2 separate regions of the Ovis canadensis genome follow, and region 1 is linked to region 2. Evidence: chromatin contacts called from public Hi-C data. All regions are on one chromosome and are shown on one strand. Each heading gives the region's core, a stretch centred on a gene start, on an enhancer-like site or on the middle of the called end of the contact. The rest is flanking DNA. Distances are from core to core; before and after follow the strand shown.

What was found. A called contact is a pair of places that touch in the nucleus more often than the background predicts.
Region 1: a contact with region 2 is called in a Hi-C map of lung, with 5 times the contacts expected there. The contact joins the promoter of HAPLN3 here to the promoter of LOC138423892 in region 2. A contact is called at or near these places in 2 of 2 Hi-C or Micro-C datasets (fibroblasts and lung).

The regions. Positions count from the first base shown.
Region 1 is chr18:32,828,205-32,832,555 of ARS-UI_OviCan_v2, forward strand. It overlaps HAPLN3 (hyaluronan and proteoglycan link protein 3), which reads right to left and starts at 1,769. Exons shown (of 5, transcript XM_069559598.1): 1 at 1,349-1,769.
Region 2 is chr18:32,629,115-32,633,691 of ARS-UI_OviCan_v2, forward strand. LOC138423892 (myeloid-associated differentiation marker-like) reads right to left here and starts at 3,039. Exons shown (of 2, transcript XM_069560283.2): 1 at 2,013-3,039; 2 at 150-392. The coding sequence starts at 2,798. The coding sequence ends at 270.

The sequences.
Region 1 (4,351 bases), core at 519-3,018, 200 kb after region 2:
ACCACCAGACCATGTTATACGGAGGTTGCTCCCCCAGGGTTCTTACCAGTCATGCATAAGGTAATTCACGGTTCAGAAACTAAGCTCTGAGCCAAAACAGCTTAGTTTCTGGTCTGGGAGTGGTTTTTTTTTCCCCCTAGCTCACTAATGTATTAGAGTGACCAAAACAAGATGTGTGGATTCCCTGATTCCTGACGACCCATCCTTTGCTTTTCCCAGCCACCACTTGCCTTAGGACCCCTCCGCACATCAGAATAAGCTGAACCCAGACTTGTTAGGAAGATGAGCTACAGCCCAGTACCCAACTGCACCACCGGACACCACACGTCTCCCTGACACCAGCAGAGGGCAGCCTTGCCCTCCAGGTCTCCATCAGCCCGCGCCCGGAGAGGAATTTGACTTCGGTGCCCCAAGCCCTTTGAAACCTGCGGTTCCCGGGAAGTAGAAGTCCGGAGGTGTTTCCTACCGGCATTCCCAGCCCGCTGGCTCATGCAGGGCTGTGGGAGAGGGGCCAGGCCGCCTCTCGGTCACCTCCTCCTGCGGCAGAGGGCAAAAGGCCCTCCGGAGGTCAGCGCTGGGAGTCAAGGTCCAGATCGGGTCACAGGCTGCTGAAGGCCACCCAGCGAGTTGGTGACAGAACTGGGTCCAAGTGTCCGGCGCTGTTTTTGGGTTTTTTGTTTTTTTTTTTTTTTTCCTGGCTGCTCAGGAGCCCTAAATTCCTCCCTAAAGGATACCATCTCCCACCCAGGAATTCACTCTCCGCGCGCTCCGACTGTTCCCTAAATTAGAAACCCCACTGAACTCAGGCCTGAAACCCACGAGCATCCATTGCGCTTGCCCTGAGGGCCAGAGCAGGCAGGCAGAAGACCACCCGCCCGCTGCCTCAGGAGGTGTCCCCAGCCCCTCGCAGTGTTCCCGACGCCAGTCCCCGCTCCCGCCCCCAACAGATGAGCATCCAACAGATGCCCCGGGGCAGAGCCCGGTGCCTGGGGCGCTGTGCCGGAGGCTGCGGGATGAGTTGCGAAGAGACCCGGTGGGAGAGAGGAGACCCGGGAAGTGGTCTCGGAGGCCACTGGTTTCCCTCTGAATTGGCCTCACCGGCCAGGGTCCAGGCACAAGGGTCCCACGCAAGCCAGCCCACGCCGCGCGCTGCTCTGAACCCGCGGGCGCCCGGGGCGCCCCCAACCGGCGGCGGCGATCACAACTCGGCCCCGGCCCCACGGGGCCCGGCTCACTCCTCCTGCCGGCTTCCCCAACCCTGCCCGGGAAGCGTGGGGCTGAGAAAACAAGAAGAGAGGAATTGGTCCACAGGGCGCCCCAGGAGCCCGGCCACCGCTGAGCTACGTACCGTCCCCAGGCGGCTCCTCGACGGCTCGAACGCTCTGGGCTGCGGGGCTGATCCGGTCGGAGGAAGCAGACGGACTCAGGGATCTTGAATGGCCAGAAGGGAAGCGGCTGCGGACGAACCCCCGCGCTCCCGCCGGGCCAGCCCCTTAAAGGAACACACGCCCCTTTCCCTCCCTTGGGCTGGGCCCAAACGGAGGAGGTGCGACAGATTTGGGCGGCCTCCAGACTTGCCTGGAGACCACCCCAAACCGGCTGGAGACCACCCCAACCTGCGGAGCATCTGGCAGGCCGCGCGGTGAAGGGAGTGCCCAGGAGCTGAGGCTGTCATATTCAGGGGCGTGGAAAAGGAGCGTTCGCAGAGGGTCTCAGAACGTGCCGGTTTACCAAAAGCAACGGGACTAAGCAGGGGGTAGCCTCCCCCCACCCCGCCTCCACACTGCGATTGGGCTATGGCCGACTCCCACCTTCAGGTGGGGGAGGGGTGGCCGCTCTCACTTGCTTTTCGCCCAGAGAAGGCAAAGGGGCGCTGACATCCCTCCTGCCCTAGTTTGACTGTCAGGAAATCTGCCTTTCGGCTAACTCAGCATCAGGCACGGGGAGGCTGCCCCTAGTAGGTGGGGCTTGAGTGAGTAGTCCTGGGAGCGGGAAGGGGGAACACAGGATGGGCAGATGGTGCTCCCAGCAGCCTGCAGGGGCGATCAGGCTTCTGCCTGATCCTCTAACAGGGGTGACTCGGCTTTAGAATCCTGACCTGTCAGGACAGCTATCAGGCAGCCAGATCCCAGGATGCCTGTTTGGGCTGGGTGTTTAATTTTCCCTCCATGCCAACAGGAGGCCTGGTCTGGAAGCCCCAGTGGTTCCTCAGCAGCCAAGCCTAAGGAGATCTTTCCGCCTTGACCAAGCGGTCACTGAACCCGGAACCTCTTCCTAAATGCACCTTGACAGTATGTGTGTGTGTGATTTGCCAGGAGCATCTCAGAGCACAAAGAGCTGCTGTAGTAGAGTGTGTGTGCTCAGTCGTGTGCTCCTGTGACCCCATGGACTGTAGCCCGCCAGGCTCCTCTGTCCATGCGATTCTCCAGGAAAGAATACTGGAGTGGGTAGCCATTCCCTTCTCCATGGTGGACTAAATTGCACCCAAAGTGAATGTCAGCCTGATGGGCAAAAGGGCACCAGTGCAGTTTCCTCCCCAAGGGAGAGCTGTCAGAAGCCTGGGTGCAGAACGGAGGGGACTGCGGAATGAGTAGGATGTAAGTTACAATCAGGAAACCCTTGCAAGCTCTGGTGACAATGACCCAAGTTTCCGAGGCCCCTGATGAGCCCGGCTTTGCATCAGTGCTCCTGTACATTCTCTCCATCCAACCCAAGGCCAGGGAGTTGGTCCTCTTATGTCCGCTTTACAGGTGGGAAATGAGGCTCAGAGGGATTTAAGTAAATTGCCCAAGATCACTCAGAGCCAGGATTTGAACCCAGAGTCTCCAACTTGGAGGCTTCCCTGGTAGTTTAGATGGTAAAGAATCTGCCTGCAATGCAGGTGACCCAAGTTCGAGCCCCACGTCCGGAAGATCCCCTGGAGAAGGAAATGGCAACCAACTCCAGTATTCTTGCCTGGGAAATCCCGTGGACAGAGAAGCCTGGTGGGCTGCAGTCCATGGGGTCACAAAGAATCAGACATGACTGAGCGACTAACGTTTTCACTTTTCTCCAACTTGAGGCCTTGTGATCCTAATCACTCCACTATATTTAAACCAGGAATGAAAAGGTGTCTAGACTCCTTGGAGAGGCAAGTCAACAGGTCCCAGTGCTGAAAGCCACACATGTAGGGAGAGGATGGACAGCAGGGAAGATCACTTTTGTTACAGCAAAGCAAGTTTAACATCCTGGCCAGTGGCAGGGATGGCCAGCAGGTAAAATCTCAGAGGTGGCTCTCAGGACTGTGGTCAGGAATAAAAAACATAATTGGTAGAGGTGATGGTGAAGGCTCTGGAAGTGGAGGGAGCTGGCTGCCCAGGAAGAGAAGTCAAGGACAGAAGGGGTCAGGAGGGAAGGAACCCTCATCTAGGGTCCCCAGAGGGGGACTTTCAGAAGGCTATGGGCCAACACATCCAAAGCTGCAAAGATGAGCGAAAGAAGGGACTGAGAGGTGGCTTAGGCAATTCCAGAGTCACCTTGGGTCTCCTGGACCAGGTGGAGGTTCGTGACTACTGCCCACCAGTCCACCTGCCACCTGGCCAGCCATCCAGTGAAACTGGCCAGCAGGAAATATCCAATGCCACAGAGGGACAAGTTGACAGACTGGAGTCAAGCTCTGTTTTCCCTTCTGCAAGTGGGACTCCTGGGACTTACTGCAAATGGGACTTACTGGGGGAACGGAACCATCCCAGAGCAGAGATGCAGGGTAGAAAAGATGCTCAGTCCCCAGGAGAGGCCTGAACAAGTAAAGTCAGTAACCACCCAGAGAGACTCCAGAAGCAGACAATGCAGCTCCACAGAGGAGAGCTTTGAAATGGGAAGGAACCCCAGCCCCCAGGGATGGGGAACCCCACCCTCCCAGTTCATTCAGAGACCATAGTCTGCGCCTTTTATTCTGTCCCTGCCCAGCCAAGAAGCCCAGCCAAGAAGTTCCAGGGGAGGAGCCACTTCCAGACTAATTTCCCTGATGATTTTCCAACAAAACCACACCCTCCCTTTGGCAGCCACATGGCCAGATCTGCAGCCCAGACACTGCCTAAATGTGTCAAGGCACACTCCCAAAGTCTGTTCAGGAAAACCCATCTTGGGTCCCAAGACTAAGGGGTGGTCGCATATGCCCCTCTCCCAGGTAGTCAGTCCCTCCTTTATCTGCAGCCCCCCTTGCAGATCACTGGCTTGCAGTGTGCCCCCCTACACAGGAGCCACTTCCGGATGGCTCCTCGCTAAGGGTGGGGAGTGGGAAGAGGGGTACCCCCGGAGTTTCCTCCCAGCCCTGGAGTAAAACTGTCAGTGGCTTCCCAGGACCCAGTGT
Region 2 (4,577 bases), core at 1,789-4,288:
ATGATGTTCCATGGAAAAAAACAGCTCCCAGATCACATAAGTCTGGGAATAACTTACTGCTATAGATCTCTTTTAGTCCTAAGAAGTCCTGCAAAAAAGAAATCTGTTTAACTTTTTAACCCAGCTTTAGATGTATTTGGCCAAATAAATTTTTCTTCTTAAAATATGAACTTTATTTTTCTGCTTCTTAAGATTTTCCTGCCACGAGGACCACCTCCTGGGAGCCCTTCCCCTCCATCCATCCTGCCTTTGGGTGAAGATCACACGCTTCATCCCAGTACAGGAGTGAGGGGCAGCAGAGGGGGTCCTTCCCCTCCCCTCTCCCAGAGCTCTGCTTGCCTGGCTCCTCTGGCCCTGGTGACTCCAGGATGCTGGGCTCTGAGGCTTTGTGGCTGTGAACAGGAGAGGAAGAAGGCTTGAGATGACTTTGCCAGTTATTTAAAGGGCTGCTGGTCTTAATGTATGCCTGCCCACTCACATACACACACACACACACACACACACACACAGTCAGTATGCACAAAGCACACACCTTTAAAGAGAGGCATCCAAGGGCTGGCAAGGCCCCTTTAAGACCTGGGCTCTTTCTGATTTCTAGTCAAATTTGGGCAATTAGGACCTGTGGATTTTGTTGGTTTCATTTTCATTTTGTTTATTTTATCTTAGAGGTTTTTGAAAAAGAACATTGTGGATGTGGAAGAAAGGACAAGATTTCTCTCTATGGTTGACAGCAGGGGCTGATGGGGATTGGATACTCCAGGTAATTAAAAGAAACCATACATATTTTTTTCTACATTTATATAGGTCACTTTATGCCTGAGTCTCAGAAAAGCAGAACACAGTGGCAAAAAGCCACTGACGTGTGTGTGCACACACACTCGAGTACTGCAACTCACTTGACTACAGCAGCTGAAACCCCCACTCAGTCAACCCACCCTCCCCAGAAAAATAGAAACGAAACTTCACCTTTAAGAACAGGTCCTGTCAGAAAAAGAAAACAAAAAGTCCCAGGCAGGCTAACATCAGCTTTAAGGCTGGCAGGGCCATGCTGCAGAGGCAGGACCTGCTGTTTTGATCACTGAGGCAGGAGGGCCACATTGCTGCCCCTCACCAACACTGCAGACAGCTGTCTTCAAGACTCTGGGGTTCTTCACCAGCTCCTGCTTCGATTCCCCAGAGAGTAGTTGGGATGGGGAGACATTTAGCCTTTGTTTCCTTTAAGATGGCCTCTGCAGACAGTGGGTTTTCAGTAAGCTTAGAAAAATTCTGGAGCCAATGTCAGATGGGGCCAACCACCAGCTGGGGCCTAGGGACCAGGGTCTCTGCTTTAAGACTCCTCCCACTGGAAATTACTGACTTCCAGAGGTTTTTTTTTTTTTTTAACTTAAATGGGAGACACCGTACACAAAGAAAGAGGACCCAATGCTTAGCTACACACCCCCATTCCCAAACCCATCACACATATACAAGAGGGACAGACTTGCTTTGGCAACAAGGCCCCTCCGGAGGCCCAGGGTGTGAACAGCTGCACAGAGGGCTGTGTGCTGTGGAGTCAGCACCTTAGGAGGCAGGAGGGGTGGTGGGCAGAGAAGGAAGGAGTCTCAGGTCCTGATGGATCAGAAGAAGGAAAATGGGTAGAGGTGGTCAGGACACAGGAGACGGGAAAACCAAGGATGACCAGAAAAGGGGCAAAAAGTAGAAAATATAGAAAAGATAAGAGAGCAGCAAGAGTAAAAGGCAAAACAGGATGTGGGCAACCAAAGAAAATAGGAAGGAGATAGAGCAGAAGGTGGGAAGGAAATGGGAAAGGGAGTGAGATCAGTGCAGAAGGATGTGAGAAGGGAGAGAGGAGAGCCAGAAAGAGGACACCAGAGCTTGGTAATGAACTTCAGGTGAGACAAGGGAGGAATTGGGAGCCCTTGGGCAAAGCCTCAGCCTCTGTTAAAATTCAGGCGGGCAGAGAACACTAGGTCAGTCACATAAATCAGCAGGTTGATGGCTGTCAAACTAACCACAGCCAGTTGTTGGTCCCAGATGCACACGGAGGTGGGGACTCCACTGCTGCAGTTCACGTCACTGGACCGCTGGAGCTGCCTGCCCAACTCCTCGTTGAACTGGTAGAGCGGCCAGAGGAGCAGAGCAGTGGTGTAGAGGAGGACGGAGAGCAGGGTCAGCACAACCTGGAGAACGGAGAAGGGGATGGGCAGCCTGTTGTCGCATTTGCCCAGGTTCACCAGGATGGCCACGGATGACAAGACGAAGCAGATGGAGTACACGGCCACGCACCACTCCAGGGCCGGCTGGTGCAGGTACAGGGAGGTGTTGCTGAGGAAGACAAAGATGACACAGGCCACGATGGTCTCCAGCCCCTTAAGCAGGCCTGGCACGGTGGCCATATAGCCTGTGATCATGTTGGGCTGGGCCCTAGTCCAGGTCACGTCCATGGCATAAGCCACGAAGGCGATGCAGGAGAATGCAGTGGAGATGATGGGGCGGTCCCAGTCGTGGCTGTTGGACAAGAACTGAATGTAGATGACGGGGTAGATGATGGAGGCCGAGAGGCAGAGGAGGGCGGAGTAGCAGTTGCAGGTGGTGAGAAAGTTGTCCCAGGAGAAGGGGAAGTGGCCCTCCAGCCCGCATAACTCAACTATGAGGATGAGGAGGGTCAGGACGAAGCAGAAGCACCAGATGAACATGGACCAGTTACCTATGGCCCCCTTCCAGGTGCCCACGCTGGCCCCCAGCGAGAAGGCCATGCAGGTGGAGAACAGCTGCAGCTGTCGCAGGCAGCAGCCCATAATGGTCGGGGAGCCCAGGGCCTGAGGACGATCATGTGGTAGTCGTTCTGGTCCTACTGGTCACCGGTATGGCAGAGGTCTTCGCTGAGGATCCACCCGAGAAAGGTCCAGCCCTGGAGGTGGATTAAGTCAGATGCCAGGGAAAGGCTCAGGGCCCTGTGATGGCTGAGGCTCAGGATCTGTGGAGTTGGACTAAATGGCTCAGACACTCGGGCAGAAGCACAGCACTCCCGAATGGTTCTCCTTCACCCATCCCCCTTGACCTTGTCACGAGACTTGTCTTATCCCAAAGCTCACAGCTGGGTTGGGTCTGGCATCAGACCATGAACATTTATTTCTTCACCTCTTTCTGCTGTATGCCATTATCTACGGAAACACAGGGTAGCCTGACCCTTATCTGCAACCCCAACCTTTCAAAGTTCTGAAAATTGGACAAGCATTTTTTTTTTAAATTGTTTGGTAACAAAATTTGAACTGAACAGACACAGACCATTTATGGCCTTTATTTCATGTAGTGTGAATGTTCAAATTTCAGTTGCAGAAACACTAATGTGTTTGATTACAAGGTATTTCAGACCCCAGTGGGGTATTATGTCACGTAGGATAGATGCACCATGTTACAGAAATGAAGCTGAAAAATTCAGAGTCCTGGAGCATATCTGACCCACAGGGTTTCAGAAAAGGGACTGTGGATTGTACTGCTAACCCCCTTTTACAGACAAGAAAACTAAAGTTGGGGGAATTAAGTCCTTTCCTAAGGTGGCACTGGAGAAAGAAATGGCAGCCCACTCCAGTATTCTTGCCTGGAAAATCCCATGGACAAAGGCCTGGTAAGATATAGTCCATGGGGCTGCCAAGAGTCAGACACGACTGAGCACACTCGCCTACTAAGGGTGCATGACTAGGAAATGGGAACCCAAATAACAGTGCCAAAGCTGCGGGTTTGAAGGCTTTGCTCTATAGCTGACATGTCAAAAGGGCCCATGGGTGGGAGCTCAGGACCAAAGCTCAAGGCTCTGGGACCCAGGATACACTTTCAAGGCCACGGCCTCCTTCCACAGCAACCTGAAGACATACGGGTCCTGGCCTTTCCTCGCTGCAGCCATCACTAGAAGGAGCTGCCATCTGAGGGGACACAACCCCACCCGGAGGAGGGCAGCTTCAGGGGTGAACAGGGAGGAGCCATGGAGTGAGAGCAAGGCCACAGGGACGAGATGACATGGGAAGTAGGGACTATTCTGAATCCCCTCCCCCAAGTTTTACCTTAACATGTGACTCTTGCACATTGGGGAGGGAGACCCCAATCCAGTACGACTCCAAGGTAGAGGATCATGGAGGAACCATAGAATAAATTAACATGTCTGGCTCTTGAGCTCCAAAGCTGCCATCCAGGTGGAAGTCTGGAAAGATCTAGGAGTAGTCCTACCTGAGCAGGATTTTCCTGGCCTGGGAGACTGGTTCGCAGCTTCCAAGCTGGGAACCAAGGGATTGGAAATGAATAAGGATGCTGTGTCTGATGCTGAATGGAGCCTTTCAGGGCATCCCAGGGAGTGGGTGGGGATGGATGGATGATCAGCCCCTTTTTAAAAGCAAAAGCTGAAAGAGGAGGCTCCTGCAGGACCCCTGGAAGGAGACAGCCCTGAGGATGCTCCCGGGACTGGGGTGGGCAGGGGGCAGAGTGGAGATGACTAGGGGGGTCCCAGGGTCCCAGGGGCCCTGAGACACCCAGTAGGTGTCCTCTGACCCAGAAGGGATGCAGGCATGGAGCCAACCTTCCCA